2 separate regions of the Mus musculus genome follow, and region 2 is linked to region 1. Evidence: chromatin contacts called from public HiChIP or PLAC-seq data. All regions are on one chromosome and are shown on one strand. Each heading gives the region's core, a stretch centred on a gene start, on an enhancer-like site or on the middle of the called end of the contact. The rest is flanking DNA. Distances are from core to core; before and after follow the strand shown. Region 1 has its middle 29 kb from the start of Gm22013. Region 2 holds the start of 4932702P03Rik (RIKEN cDNA 4932702P03 gene).

Region 1 (7,324 bases), core at 4,727-7,226:
AGGCTGACCTAGCCCTGAGCGTCATGGACACTTTGAGGCTGCAAAGCGACTTCCCCCTCCATTTTCTCTCCTTAATTCCTGCTGGGATCCATTGTGTGTTCTCATCTTAACCAGTTACAGCCTGCACCCAGAACAAAAGAGCACGAGAACACCTTGATTTCGTGAGGAAAGCTTGTAGCTAAGCAAATCTTTGTTTCTAATCCAACGCTCAAGTGAGGAGCCTGGCAAGGCTAGAGATGCAATGCCCAGAGGACATCTCTACTTGCTCTCTGGTATGAAAAGGAAGTTGTCTGCTATTTTTAAGATGGGAGACGCCGTCTTCAGGATGAGATACACAGTTCTCCTCTTTCCACAGCAGCACCTGCTTTTGCATTGCATGAGAAGGTAGGAGGAGGCTGTAAGCACACTGGTCAGAGCCCTGATCCACTCCCTGCTCTGACACTACGCCTCTGTAGGACATCAGCCAGGGGCCTCACCCACCTAACACAGTCAACTATGTTCTTTTGGCTACAGCTAGAACGAAGCTGGATGGCTAATTTTAATTTTCTTATTAACACCATCTGGAATCACCTAGGAAGAAAGTTCCCCAGATCAGGTGGGCTTGTCTTGGTGGGCAGTGTCTCTTGATTATCTTAATAGATGGTGGAAGACCTGCCCTGTAAGTCATCAGCACCATTGCCTAGGTCCACACCCTGGAGTGTAAGAGTAGAGAAAAGAACTAACTATGCGTGCATTCTCTGCTCTTAGCTGATGTGACTGTTTTAGGTTTCTGCTGCCTTGACGTCCCCACTATGACGGACTGTAACCTGGAATTGTGAACGCAGCAACCTTTTTCTCTTAAGCTTCCTTGTGTTGAGGTATTTTATCACAAGGCAGTCATGAAACTAAAACCTTTATCCATTTCTCTTCTGGTCAAGTCCTCTCCTGCCCCTGCTGGCTCTCATATCCACCCTCAGTCTTTCCATTCTTCCTCCTGCATGGGGTCAGCCTTGTTTTCCCCCCAGTTCTTGACACCAGTGTGGACCAGATGGTGTGGCCTAATGTGTCAACCTGAAAAAAGAAATAATTAAAACTTGCTATCTCTGTCCTTCATGTGTGAACTCACTGATTACAAAGCTGGAAGTCTTGCTTGGTTGCAGCGCCTCACTTTTCCTCATGTGAAAACTGAGGTAATTAATTAGTTAGTTAATTAGAGGCTCCACCTTCCACTCACTGGCAGAGTCCAAGAGCCCTCTGTTTTTCACTAGGGGTGGTCCTGTGAGCAGGTCAGGACCGGATAGTGTTGTCTGCCGCAGGTAACTATTCAGACCCTAAGAACAGCATGAGAAACACTGGCCACCAGTTTAAGTCATTTCAGAGCATCTAATTCTGAGGCCTGGGGTTTCTTTTAGTGTGAGGGGTGGGGTCCACTGAGGAAATAACGTGGTCACTCAGCAACTCAGGCTGGGCTCAGCTAGTGTTTCCTCCTTTCCTCAGAGAGCGATCTGTGTGATCTGAGAGCAGGTGGGAAGGCTCAATCTCTGTGGAGCCAGTTTACCAAGGTCTCTGGCTAAGCTACTTCTTGTGCCTTGGACCCACCACTTCCAAGATCTGCAAAGGCCCAACCCTCACATTGAGCAGGGACCCAGCTCGGTCCAACACTGCATCTGAGCTCATGGGATTTCAGTGCCCAAGAGTCCGTGCCTAATGTCCTTTTTGTAGCTTAACCAAGGATGTGGTGACCTACTTCCTTCACAACATATAACACGGAACCCTTTCTTCTGTGATATGTTGGAGGAAATGGATGCCACAGCACACTTGTCTATACTTTATTAGACCCTGGGCCCCAACTCTCCCCAGGTAAGCCTTCCTTTCCAACTTTGGGGTTATTTGCAATTTACTCTTGAACTCTGCCCCTTTGAGACCTAGAGCAGGCTGGAAGCTGCTTGTGTTCAGGGTCCTGATACTTCATGTCACTTCTCTGGGCTTCTGATGCCTTGTCAGTGCAGCCAAGCACATGGAGTAAGTCCTTGCATGAAGATAAAGCATGAAGAAATAGTTTGTCAGAGCTATTCAAATTCTTTTTAAACTTTCTACTTCAAAAATAAAATATGGGCTGGCAGGAGGGTCAGTGGTTAGAGATGCTTGCTGGCAAGCTTGACAACCTGAATTTGAACCCTGGGACCTGAGAGACTAGGTCTTAGTTAGTTACTATTGCTGAGATGCAACACCATGACCAAGGCAACTTACAGAAGAAAGTATTTCAATGGGGCTTACTTACAGTTTCAGAAAGTTAAGTCTATGGTCATCGTGGTGGGGAATGTAGCAGCAAGCAGGCAGGCAGGCATAGTATGGAAGCAGTAGCTAAGAGCTTACATCCTCATCAGCAAGCAGGAGGAAAAGAGAGTGAGACTGGACCTGTCTTGGGTTTCCTAAACCTTAAAGCCCACCCCCAGTGACATAACTCCTCCAACGGGCCACACCCTACGCCAGCAAGGCCATGTCTCCTAACAGTGTTCAAACATTCCCACTAACTGGGAACTGAGCATTCGACCATGAGACTATGGGACCATTCTCATTCAGACCACCACAGACTAGACATTTGATGCCTGATAGACAGACAGATAGGGAGAGGGGCCATGACTAAGACAGGTAAGTAATAAGGATAAGTCAACTTCCAAGATGGTGGCTTCTTCCTTGCCCTTCTGACCAGAGACCAAAGCCTGGCAGCTTAAAACCAAAGACTAGCAGGCTTTTTTTTTTCTCCAGCCAGTGAGATCAGCATGCTGAAGGACTGGTCAGACAAGTTCAAAGCCAGATGTTTACACCAAAGTTGTAGACCTCTCAGCTACCCTGTCATTTACCCTGACCATCCCTAGATTAGGAGAGGAGGGCCCATCAACTGATGCTTAAACCCGAGCCCCAGATGAGAGACTGCATCTGAGCCCCGCCCCCTCTCTGCATCTGAGCCCCGCCCCCTCTCTGTATCTGAGCCCCGCCCCCTCTGTTTGGCAGAGAGGTTTTTCCCTCTGTGTCTTGCTGTACCTGTGAGTTTCCTCCCCCCAATCAACGTCTTTCTTTAACCGCTGACTCTGCTACTCTGCTGTGTTTGCAATGTCTCTACCTCTATCTGCTGTGCTCAAGACTTTCCTGCCTTTTAATTCTTTATCTTGCAGAGAAAGTCAACCAGTTCAAGACTCCTGTCCCCTGAGGGAGAATCAACTTTTACAGATTGTCCTCTAACCTTCATCCATGCAGTGATACAAGCACACACACACTCATGCACACACTCACGTACACACACACACAAGCTGAAAGAAAAAGAGGAAGTGTCTAATGAAACTGCCCTCCTTAACTATGGTCTCCTGGAGATTCAAACCTTTGTTGGCTCCTGCCCCCTCTAGCCTTCAGCTGCTATTCTCTGGGTCTCAGCCTCTAGAGCTTCCTGCTTCCAGTCCTGACCTTTAACCTCTATCTCCCAGCTTCCTGCCCTCCAGTCTCAGCCTGCAATCTCTAGCTCCCAGCCTCTAGCCTCTTGGCTCTCGCCATCTTCATTTCAGAGGCAATCTTTTTCCATATCCTTAACACTTTCCTCTCTATATATTTTTTTCTATTTGAAATTGTCCAGGACCTTTTAAGATGAGGGCCACTGTTTTACAGGGAATGTTCACCAATTCGAAAATCACTGTGTGACAATTCATATTGTGGAATTCATACAAATGAGGTTTTGAGAAATATGCATATGTTTGGGTTTTTTTAACTTTAAAAAATGTAGCTGGGTAGTGATGGTGCACGCCTTTAATCCCAGCACTTGGGAGGCAGAGGCAGGCAGATTTCTGAGTTCAAGACCAGCCTGGTCTACAAAGTGAGTTCCAGAACAGCCAGGGCTACACAGAGAAACCCTGTCTCAGAAAAAAAAAAAAAAAAAAAGTAGAGCAAAAAGAGAAGACAAATGTACAGCAACCACCATAGGATAATGAGTGTTTATAGGATAATGAGTGTTTATAGGATAATGAGTGTTTGAGGGGTTCTGGCAATTCTCATTTTGAAGGAAAACCAAGGATTTATAGTGACTGCCTCGCTGGCTGCCATGCTGAACTTCCAAAGTCCTTCAGAACACTCATGCCTGCAATCTGCCTTCTGTCCTTTCTTTCTTCTTCTTCTTTTTCTTCTTTTCATTCCATTTTGGTTTGTTTTTATGAGACAAGGCCTAACTCTGTAGCGTTGGCTGGTCTGGCCCTTACTATGCAGCCTGGGTTGACCTAAATCTTAAGATAGTCCTCTTGCGTGAGTCTCTTGGACACCAGTATTAGACATGAACCTTTCACACCTAGCCCTGTGGTTGGTTTTCATTTGCTTAGCACAGATATTCTCTAGATCACCCATGTACATTATCATAAGCCTTACCAAGGGAAACCCAATCCTGTCTTCTCTGCATATTGTAGCTATGCAAATATCTAACAGAAGGACCCCCATCACCATGTCAATAAATGGAAGTAAAATAATGCCCCTCTTTTCTGCACACAGTAGCCTGAAATGAAAGCTTTTATGGGGTTCTGAGTGGTTTTGTTCAGTCTGTAACTTGTAAGTAACAATCATTTATAGAACTATCTTGCTGAGTAAAAGGCTTTCAAAAGTGGCTCCCTTGGGGCTGGAGAGATGGCTCGGCTGTTAAGAGCTCTGCTGGCTGCTCCTCCAGGACCAAGGTTTGACTCCCAACACCTATATGGCAGCTCAAACCATCTGTAATTCCAGTCCCAGAAGAGACAATGCTCTCTTCCACAGGCGCTATAAACGTGTGGTACACAGACCTGCATGCAGGCATAAATGGTTCATGTGTGGGCTGGGGATGTAACTGGTTCCTTTGGTAGAGTAGTTGTTAGCCTACTTATGTATAAGGTCTTGGGTTCGATCTCAGCACTGTATAAACATATTGGCTGGTATATGTCTATGATATAGCACACCAGGAAATTAAGGAAAAATCAGGCGTTAGATGTTATTCTCAGCTACATAGAGAATTCAAGGCCAGCCTGGTTACATGAAACAAACAAACAAACAAACAAACAAACTTGTTATAAACAAACAAACTTGTTATTTAGAAAAACCGAGCATCCCTGTGGCTTTTAATCCCACACAAGATGTCTACCCTTAACAATTTGTTTTCTGAACGCTGGCATTGAGGGCAAATGTAGCATCCTTTGGAAACCCAGAAGCCCATGGATTAAACCAACACCTCAAAACCCATCCCTGCTTCAGTCTCCTACAAGTCTGACTTTTGACCCCAAAGAAACACAGCTTCCCACGTGCCGGAACTCACTAAAGGACCACAGGAACTGGGGATGACTGACAGTCAAAAACCAATGTTTCCAAAGCTGGGAGGAGTTCCACAGATCACCGCCTCCCAGGCTGTCCTTCAGATGGTTTAATGTGCAGAGTCTTAAACCCAGGGTCCAGCCTTGGCTTTTATTTATTTTTAGAATAGTGAAACAGCTTTCCAGCTCAGACATTCAGGTTAAGACATAGGGACCTTTGGCTTTGACCTCCCTGGGGAGCTCGTGGGGGAGGAGGGGCGGTGAGTTTCCTCCTCTGTTCTCCTCCTTTTGTGATTTTCTTGTTCTGGGACAGCAATGCAAGGAAGACCTTCAATTCCTGATCTTTGGCCTCCGACTCTCAAGCTTGGGATGACAGGCATGTACCACCAGGCCAGGCTCATCTTGACAGTGGTCACACTGTCAGTATCCTTAGTGCCCCACCCTCCACCTGCCACCCCCACACCCCCTCCCCTGTTTTCCAGAGCATTCTTATTCAGTAGAGAATTTCTATAGAAACTTCAAGTACTGTTTCCAGGTAGGAGAAATGTAAATGCCAAGGGCATTTCTTTCCAGTTCTTTGTCTAGAACGATTCTAAAACTAAATAAATAGAAGCTTTTGAATCACCCTCTCCCTGACTGTACCTCAATCAGATCTCTGCAACTCCCACCAGCCCCAGGACACCAGGATCTGTGAATGGGGATGGCCAGGAGGCATGGAGCATGCCCTGTGCTACTTACCACCACCCCCAACACACACACACCACACTCATACACAACACACACACAAACACAAACAACACACACACACACCACACTCATACACAACACACACACAAACAACACACACACCCCACACACATACACAACACACACACAAACAACACAGACACCACACTCATACACAACACACACCATACACCACACACACATATACATACCACAAACACACACACACCACACACATACACAACACACACCATACACCACACACACATACCACAAACACACACACACCATACATACAAACACACACACATACACAACACACACCAATACACACAACACACATACACACATCACACACACATACACACACACAAAACACACACAACACACACAAACACAAACAACACACACACACCCCCCTCCCCCTTCCTGATCAAGATCTAATCTCAATGGAGATCTTACTACTAATTAAAAATTATTAGGGATACAAGTTTTTAAAAAAAGAAGTTAAACGGCCTGTGAAGAATTAATTAACATAAACGGAATATGGCAACTTTTACAGACCAGTGGCCAGTTTTATTTAAGAAATAGTGTGGAAATACAACCCAATGATGTTGAGGGAAATCTAGCAATGAATATCAAGTACAAACTCTAATTTTGTTTTCATGGTAACTACTATGAATCCTCACTGGGTTCACTTCAGCTAAAAACTGTAAAAGCTCTCTCTAGATTTAGGATTTTCCAAGGCTGTATTTCACTTTATTTTTTAAATATAAAAATATTGATGTGAGGAGCCAAGACCTCTGTGATGGTCAAGTACAAGATTCTGTAAGCGTTCTGGGTAGTGGCCACAAGGTGGCGCCACAGTGGTATTTCACAAACCTAACAAGGAGCATAGCCGTTAATGGAAATTGATGTCATCCCCAAATACATGAATGCAATATAATGGCTTCCCTGGATGCGATGGGAACTTTAGTCACAGACTTCTGCTTTCCAATGACTCTCATATGTCCATGGTGACGCAGAAATGCGAGTTTGAAAGATTCTATGATTTCCAAACCTCACAGAGAAGAGCTCTAGAGTTTTCAGAACTTTTAGACTTTCTTATTTATTATTTACTTATTCACTGTACATCCTGATTGCAGTCCCTTCTCCTCCAAGTCCCACCTCTACAAGTCCCTCCTTCCATTATCCTCCCCGCACCCCTTCTCAGAGAAGGAGAGCCTAGCTTCTGAGCAGTTTCATCCAGCAGCAGATGGACACACAGTTGCAGAAGCCCACAGCCAAACATCAGGCAGGACTTGTGG
Region 2 (7,559 bases), core at 1,474-3,973, 390 kb after region 1:
CAGCCATCCAGTGAAGTAAGAAAACAGTGACATAGATCAGCAGGGCAAGACCCCTGCTGCCAAGCCTGAAGACTTAGGTTTGATTCCCAGGACCCACATGGTAGACAGAAAGAACCAACGCCCCAAAGTTGTTCTCTGGCCTCCACACAAAATATCTGGATAATATGCACATGTACACACACACACACACACACACACACACACACACACACAATTGTAATTTAAAAACAGGTAGCTGGGTGTGGTAGCACATGCCTTTAATCCTAGCACTCGGGAGGCAGAGGCAGGCGGATTTCTGAGTTCGAGGCCAGCCTGGTCTACAAAGTGAGTTCCAGGACAGCCAGGACTATACAGAGAAACCCTGTCCCGAAAAACAAAACAAAACAAAAAAACCCAAAACAAAACAAAAAAAGTATTCCTCAACACTTCTTTCACATAGTGAGGACTTTTTTTTTATTATTATTATTTTTATGTGACCAAGATATCCTGGATGCTGAGTCTTGATTTTATTCGTTTAAATGTATTATCTTCCACATGTTTTGACAAGGTGTTGATTCTTGTATTCCATACATATGATGATCTAAGGAAGTCTTCTTTGAAGGAGAACTATATTTTCCTTCTGCTAATGTGGCTAAATCTGGGACTTGTGGTCAAGGGACACTGGCCTGAATCTACACTCTTCGCCTGCACGGCTGCCACTTACAAGCCTCTCCAGCGGAGGACAGAATGTCCTCTAACACCGAGAGATAAACCTGCTGAGAACAGTCAGTTCAAGCAGCCTGCCAGGCACCGAGGAGGACCGTTTAATCCTCTGATCCTCTGGTCCTCCCTATAGAGAGGGTCCCTGGAGATGGATCAGGAGACCTGTTTTCTTATGCTGCATGTGCTAAAAAGGGATTTTTAAAAAATGCTTTTACTGTAATCTTTTTTCTTTTTTCTCCCTCAGTATTGGAGACAGAAGCCTGGAGTCTGGTGTATGGTAGGCTCTACCCCTGAATTATATCTCCAGCTCCAGGTTTTAGGATTTATATGGTTGGGAAAAAAATTGAAATGTTTTGATCACATGCCTAATATGAATTTCAAATTTTGTGTCTGTAAAAAGTTTTTGGACCATGATCATTCATGTGTTTATGTATGAATGACCCCATGGCTGCTCTTATCTTACAAAAAGACTTTTTTTTTTTCAGTTTTATTTATTTCATGTATGTGAGTCCACTGTCACAGTCTTCAGATACGCCAGATGAGGGCACCAGATCCCCTTTACAGATGGTTGTGAGCCACCACTATGTGTAATGAGCCACCATTGCTGGAAATTGAACTCAGGACCTCTGCAAGAGCAGTCAGTGCTCATAGCCACTGAGCCATCTCTCCAGCCCACAAAAAGGTTTTAAATGGACTGTAATAGGGGTTGTCTGCAAAGACTAAAACACTTAGCCAGGTATAATGGCATACTCCTTTGATCCCAGCATTGAGCAGACAGAGGCAGGCAGATTTCTGTGAGTTCAAGGCCAACCTGGTCTACATAGTAAGTTCTAGAACAGTCAGGCTCCGTAGAAAGAGCCTGTCTCAAATCAAAACAAAACCACACACACACACACACACACACACACACACACACACACCACACACACCCCAAATGAACAAAGACTAAAACTATTATTTGCTGTATCTATATTGGGAAAACAAATACAATTTCTGAAACTCACGGGTCCTTCTTGAGGACAGTCAGCTTGAATTGACCAGTCTCAGCTCAGTGGCTTTCTATCAATATTAAAGGACATTCTGTCCCTGCTGCAAACTAACTTTCTCTCTCTCTTTCTTTCTTTCTTTCTTTCTTTCTTTCTTTCTTTCTTTCTTTCTTTCTTTCTTTCTTTCTTTCTTTCTTTCTTCCTTCCTTCCTTCCTTCCTTCCTTCCTTCCTTCCTTCCTTCCCTTCCTTTCTCTCTCTCTCTCTCTCTCTCTCTCTCTCTCTCTCTCTCTCTCTCTCCCCACTGTATTTTGAGACACTGTAGCACAGCCCTGACAGTATTTATAAAACAAACAAACAAACAAAAACCAATTTACAACTAGGAATTTACCTACGTGTGTGAGAACCTAAATTCAGTTCATAGCACTGCAGGAAAAGTAATTTTTTAAAAAGTATATTGGGGTATAATTCACTTAGAATAAACTACACATACTAAGTATAATGTGATGAATATGTCCATGCCCTGGAGCCGCCGCTCTAACTGAGCTAATGAATACGTCACCCTAAACGATTCTGTGCGACCCTTCATAGACACACCTTCCCTTAAACCACATTACCAGACGTCCTTGAAGTTTCTAGTTTTGTAGAATTGATGCTGGATGTATTCATTCTTGGATCTCTTCCACCACGAAGTTGTCTCCATCAGTCTATTAGCAATTTTGTTGGGGTAAATTGTGGAGGTCCCGTTCTGAGACCCAGAGTGCTACTCCTCAGGTCTGTGAATTAAAAGTCTCCTTGATCATTACGGTCTTGCAAGAGTTCTTTATTTTACTGAGTTTTTGAAAGGGAGATGAGCCAAATACACACCAGCCCAATGACAATGACTTTCGGCCACTGTTTGGATCTAAAATGTCCCAGAAAGACCAATGTGTGGGAAGACTTGATCCCCAAACCCCGCCACTGCTGGAACACACTGGAAGCTTTAAGAAGTGGGGTCCGGTGGAAGGAAGTGACCTCACTGGGTGCGTGCCTTCCTCGCTCTGCTTCTCCACCCGCCGTGGGAGCCGTTTTCCTCAGCCCAGCTCTGTTGATGCTCATTCTGGGCCCGGTCCCAAAGTAAGCTGCTCACAACGGTGGACTAGACCGGTGAGTCAAAATAGACCCTTCCTTCTTGTAAATTCATCAAATCTCAGGTATTGTGACCGGTGATAGATAGCTGATAGATAGTGATGATAGCATGACAAAAAAAAAACACATTTTTTTTTTGTCATGAAAACAAAAACTTTAAAAAATGTTCTCAAAGGTCTAACTATGTATGCCCCCCCCCCCCCCGCCCTTTCCTTTTCTAGGTCAGCTTTCTCCCTTGCCCCAGAACACACTTCGTTTTTTCTTAGAGGAAGAGGCTTCTAGCGCTCCCGCGTTCTGCTTTCCCATTGCTGAAGTGACTCCCCGGAGAGCAGAGGTCTGTGGACCGCCCAACATGTAAAGGAAAGTGCCCCTGGTATGGACATGCCAGAGTCTGGCTGTGCTTCCGGTTCCTCGGGATTGGGCTTGGCCTCTGTCCTCGGGACTATTGTAACCCTCATCAACTGAATCTTTCTGAACTCATCAGCAAGCCAGGGGTTGGAGGAGGCCCTCTGAGCAGCGCTGGGGGAATCACCCAGGGTCCTCTTTTTTTGTGGCGCTCTGGGAAGAAAGCCCCACTAGGAGCTTAGTAGCCACAGAGCAGAGTAAAGGTGGGGCTGTCTGCGCCTCTGTCAGTTGCCACTCAGAGGCGGTTCCCTGTGCATTCTGCAGGGGCGAAACCATCAGGTCTGGGAGCGAAGGCTGCAGGCTCCATATTGAGGTAGTACTTGAAGCCCACAGCCAACCCTTTCTGTCTTGATTTGTGAAGCAGTATCACCCTCCTGCCTTCATCATGTCCAGCTGGGACCTGCGAGGAACTCTGAGCCTTGAGGCCTGGGAGCTTGCCCTCTCGTCCTGGTCTCTGCTCAACCCTGGTCAAGGCTCTGCCTGGAGTTCCCACTGCTGTTGCTCCTTAAATGAACTCTCTGGGAGTTGGGGATGGGGAGGGAAAGCTCGTGTCAACATTCCAAGTCTAAATTTGAAGACAGCCGGTTTCCCCCGGGCACAGGGGACCCTGGGGGCAAAATCTGTACGTTGATCTCCTAACCCCCAAATTCTAGAATGTAGGAAGAGATGAGCCCTTTAGGAGTGGTTCAAAATGAAGCCGTCAGGCTGGGTCCTAATCCAATTTTACTGGTGTCATAAGGTGACTAAGCCCCTCAGAGGGTTGGGGGGGGGGCACCTAGTGGGGGAACTCCCACGAGGAACGGGCCACCTGTAGGCCCAGGAGGCGGGGTCATACAGGACCTTTTCATAGCTGACTAAGGCTTTGCCTTCACCATGCAACCACTTAGGAATTCAATGGAGCTTTAGGAGTGACTCTATTGTAAAGGCCAGTTTGCTTAGGTCTTTTGCATATTATGCTCTATACCGCCTAGGGATTCTGCTAGCAAGGCCATTGCCTTGACCTTGTATCAGAGCCATGAGCTAAAACAATACAACTTACCCAAGCTGTGGTATTGTGTTATTAGCAACCGAAAATGCACTCAGACAAGTGTTCACATTCGTATTCCAGGATCGTATCTGGATACCAGGGGCTCAGAAAATGCCTTTCTCATACTTCTCTGTAAAAATAAAAGACTGGAGAAAGTGGCTAACTGTGGAGTGTGTAGAAGACAGACTGGAGAGAGCTGGGGCATGACCTTGGGCAGCTGCCCATCCCTGAAACTAAGACACAGGTCTGGACCACGTGGTGTTGCTGAAGTGCCAGTGCTATTAGCTTAGCTCCCAGGACGAGGTCCTCACTGATCGGGCACTGTTGGTGAGGAAGTATAATTTTATATCCACATTGATCTAACACTACCCACTCAAAACTCAAACGATTCAAAAAAAAAAAGCTGTCAACAATGATCTGGTGTAAAAAGGGCAAAACCAACACAGCCACTCACTTTAACCCAGAAATAAGAAATCCTGTTAAACATTTATTAGATTCAACTCTGTTGATCACACAATGTCACACACTAGAAAAATGAAGCAATGTGTACATGTTTATAGAGCAATATATATTTCTCAACAACTCATGAGATTTGTCTCACAAAGTATGGCATGAAACAGTCACAGTATTAAGTATTCAAGTAAAATTCTGTTTTGAAGTAGCTGCACAGGGGTAACTAAAACACTGGGCTCCGGCCTTCAGAGAGGACAAGCCACGGGATCCAATTTGAAGGTCATCACATCACAAAATAGGCTTGTCTACATTGTGTGTCTGATCTTTATTCTCCCCCAAGTCCCAGAAGAGCAAAGATACCGAAAGAAGAACCAAGCACTTGCTTTGGGGCCCTGCTTAAAGGCCCTCAGATGTAAAACACAGATGAACTCTTGACACTTTCAGTGAGCCCCACTACCTGGGAGACAGGATTAGTATCAGGCTAGTATCATTTGAGTTGATAATTACTGCCAAGAAGCCCTAATAACAAAGGCTCAGAAAATGTGCCCTTTTCACAGAAGGTGTTTAATAGAATAAAATAATGCCTCATAAGCAGGGGAAGCCAGTGTCTTTCGATTGGTATAGATAAGGGCTGTAAACCTTTTTTAGCAGCTTTGTAGCAAGTCCTTTAGGCTCTGTAGGCCATACTGTCACAACACAGCTACTCAGGCATGGGGCACTGAGGCTGCTCACTCACAGGTTTCAGGAAACAACTGTTCTAACCCACCCAATCCATTGGGACATATGAAAACACTTTAAACTCATGAGTTATACAAAATCAGGTGGCAGGTCAGATCTGGCTCACAGGTTGTGGTTCATTAAGCCTTGTTCTTACATAACTGTATAGACATCTTCAAAAACTCCCACCTGTTACATATCTTATGGAACAGTAACAAAGGTTCATCGAAAAACACTCCTTAGCTGGGCATGGTCGCAGGCGTGACTCCAACACAGGAAGTGGAGCAGGAGAGTTCCCAGGTGAGCCTGAACTACATGAGGCCCAAACTCAAAAACCCTTAAAAATAATAATAAAAAAAAATCGACTCTTAGCTGATTTGGTGACAACATGCTTATTGTTACAGATATCTGGGAAGCTAAGGATCATCCGAGCCCAGGAGTTTAAGGCTAACAGGAGATCCTGTTTAAAAACAATATCAAAAGCCAAACTCGTCTTCCCATAACCCAAAAGCATTTTTCTAAGTAAGATGTTCTTTCATGTTAACGTTTTGGTGATGACTAATCCCATCATCTCCAGTATGCTAATGATATACTTTACCTCTGATACCCATCCCCATTATTTTAATCACAAAAATTGATTACATTTATTGTAACAAATGTGTGGGCCAGTGATCTACCCAGTAAATCAAACATGCACACACAAAAAGTACAAACTTGCCGCACAGTCCAGGAACCTGCTGGTTGACACTGTTTAACGTGTATTTGGAATGAGTTCACATTCAGTGAGTGTATTCATTTTCTACAAAATGCCAGCAAGGCATTTGTATTCTTAATTGAAAAAAAAAGATGGGCACAAATCTTAAGAAATTAGAAATGTCGGAGTTGGCAAGGTGGCTCAGAAGTTAAGATTTGGCTGCCTTTCTTCAGAGGACCAGCTAGGATTTGCCTCCCCAAACTCACAAGGTGGACTACAACCATCTATAACTCCATTTCTAGGTGATGCAATGCCCTTTTCTGGCCTCTTGAGGGAACCAGCACACATGTGGTGCACAGATATACATAGAGGCAAAATGCCATGTCCATAAAATTTAAAAATTTTAATTAGAAAATGTGGTAGAAACCAACTATACAGAAGAATAGAATAAACAGACCATGAACATCCTGAGTTGTGACTCTTGCCACTTGGGTGGGGTCCCTAGGATGAAGACTTCTACTTTATTCTTATGCTCAGGGACCTTAAGAACCATGACGTCCTTATTTGAAGTTCCCAGTGACTTGGGACTTAGTGTTTAGGAACCACCGCAGCTAGCTCTGCTATCATTCCTGTAGATGTCTCACAGAACATCCACAGAGTATGCCAGTGGGCTCTCTGCACAGATGGGCATGGAGCAGAGAACTCCTTTGTTGCCTATTGGGGATAAACAGCTTCTAGGTAGATGGGAGCCATGTCTACAAGGACCTAGATTTTCCTTACTTAAATTGTTTCAAAGGGAGATCAACACCAGTTTCGGGGAGTTTCAGTGTTTGGGGTATGTGTGTGTGTGTGTATGTGTTTTGAATTTATGGGAGTGCATGCCTCTGGTGCATTTGTGGAGGTCAGAGGTCAACACTGTCACGTTGGTTCTCTCTGTCTTTCTGTAGGTTCCAGGGATAGAACTCAGGTCTCAGGTCACCAGGCTTGTCCAGCAAAGCCTTTACCCACCAAGCTATCTTGCAGGTCCCTGTGTGTGGTGCTTTGTTTTTGAATCACGAAGCATAAATGCTTTTCCTAGGACAAAGGTGCCTGAGATTCATGGCTTCAGCTCTCGCCCACAGCAGACTGGCAATTGTGGGAATAATTTTTCACAGTGGTTAAAATGTATTTGCTCTTCTGCAGGGTTAGCAGTGGCCACACCCTGGCACAGAAAGCCTGGGTCAGACTTATTCAGGTGAACAAGGAGGCACCTGGTTTCTTTCCTCCACGAAGTCACCTCCTGAGTTCAAGGAGGGGGCAGCGAGGTACTGCTTGTAATCAAAATGGTTCCTGGAGTTGAGCTGCATTTCCACCATTTTGTGAAGCATTTTTTTTCCCTTCCAGGCTCACAAAGTCCTTTAAGCCAAGCATGAATCTCTACACATGGGGCACAGAGCCCTAAACAGCATA

What was found. HiChIP or PLAC-seq counts read pairs in DNA pulled down with a chosen protein or histone mark.
Region 2: an H3K27ac HiChIP or PLAC-seq map of embryonic stem cells shows a contact between it and region 1, with 4 times the contacts expected there. The contact joins the promoter of 4932702P03Rik here to the enhancer-like site in region 1. A contact is called at or near these places in 1 of 39 promoter capture datasets (liver), 3 of 484 Hi-C or Micro-C datasets (CD8 T cells and bone marrow-derived macrophages), 3 of 115 datasets of contacts at active chromatin or transcription factors (astrocytes, bone marrow-derived macrophages and embryonic stem cells) and 3 of 9 other capture datasets (adipose tissue, embryonic stem cells and liver).

What each region holds. Positions count from the first base shown.
Region 1 is chr13:24,512,200-24,519,523 of GRCm38.p6, forward strand. It overlaps a transcript of Ripor2 not described here. Among named protein-coding and RNA genes, the nearest start is that of Gm22013, 29 kb to the left of the region's middle. Within about 2 kb of position 5,977, at least 15 of the 459 cell types and tissues checked have an H3K27ac peak or open chromatin away from gene starts, as enhancers often do. A contact at or near this core is called in embryonic stem cells, where this site is marked.
Region 2 is chr13:24,902,877-24,910,435 of GRCm38.p6, forward strand. 4932702P03Rik (RIKEN cDNA 4932702P03 gene) reads left to right here and starts at 2,724. Exons shown (of 3, transcript NR_045182.1): 1 at 2,724-2,832; 2 at 7,494-7,559. It overlaps Aldh5a1 (aldhehyde dehydrogenase family 5, subfamily A1), which reads right to left. Exons shown (of 10, transcript NM_172532.3): 10 at 4,703-7,559.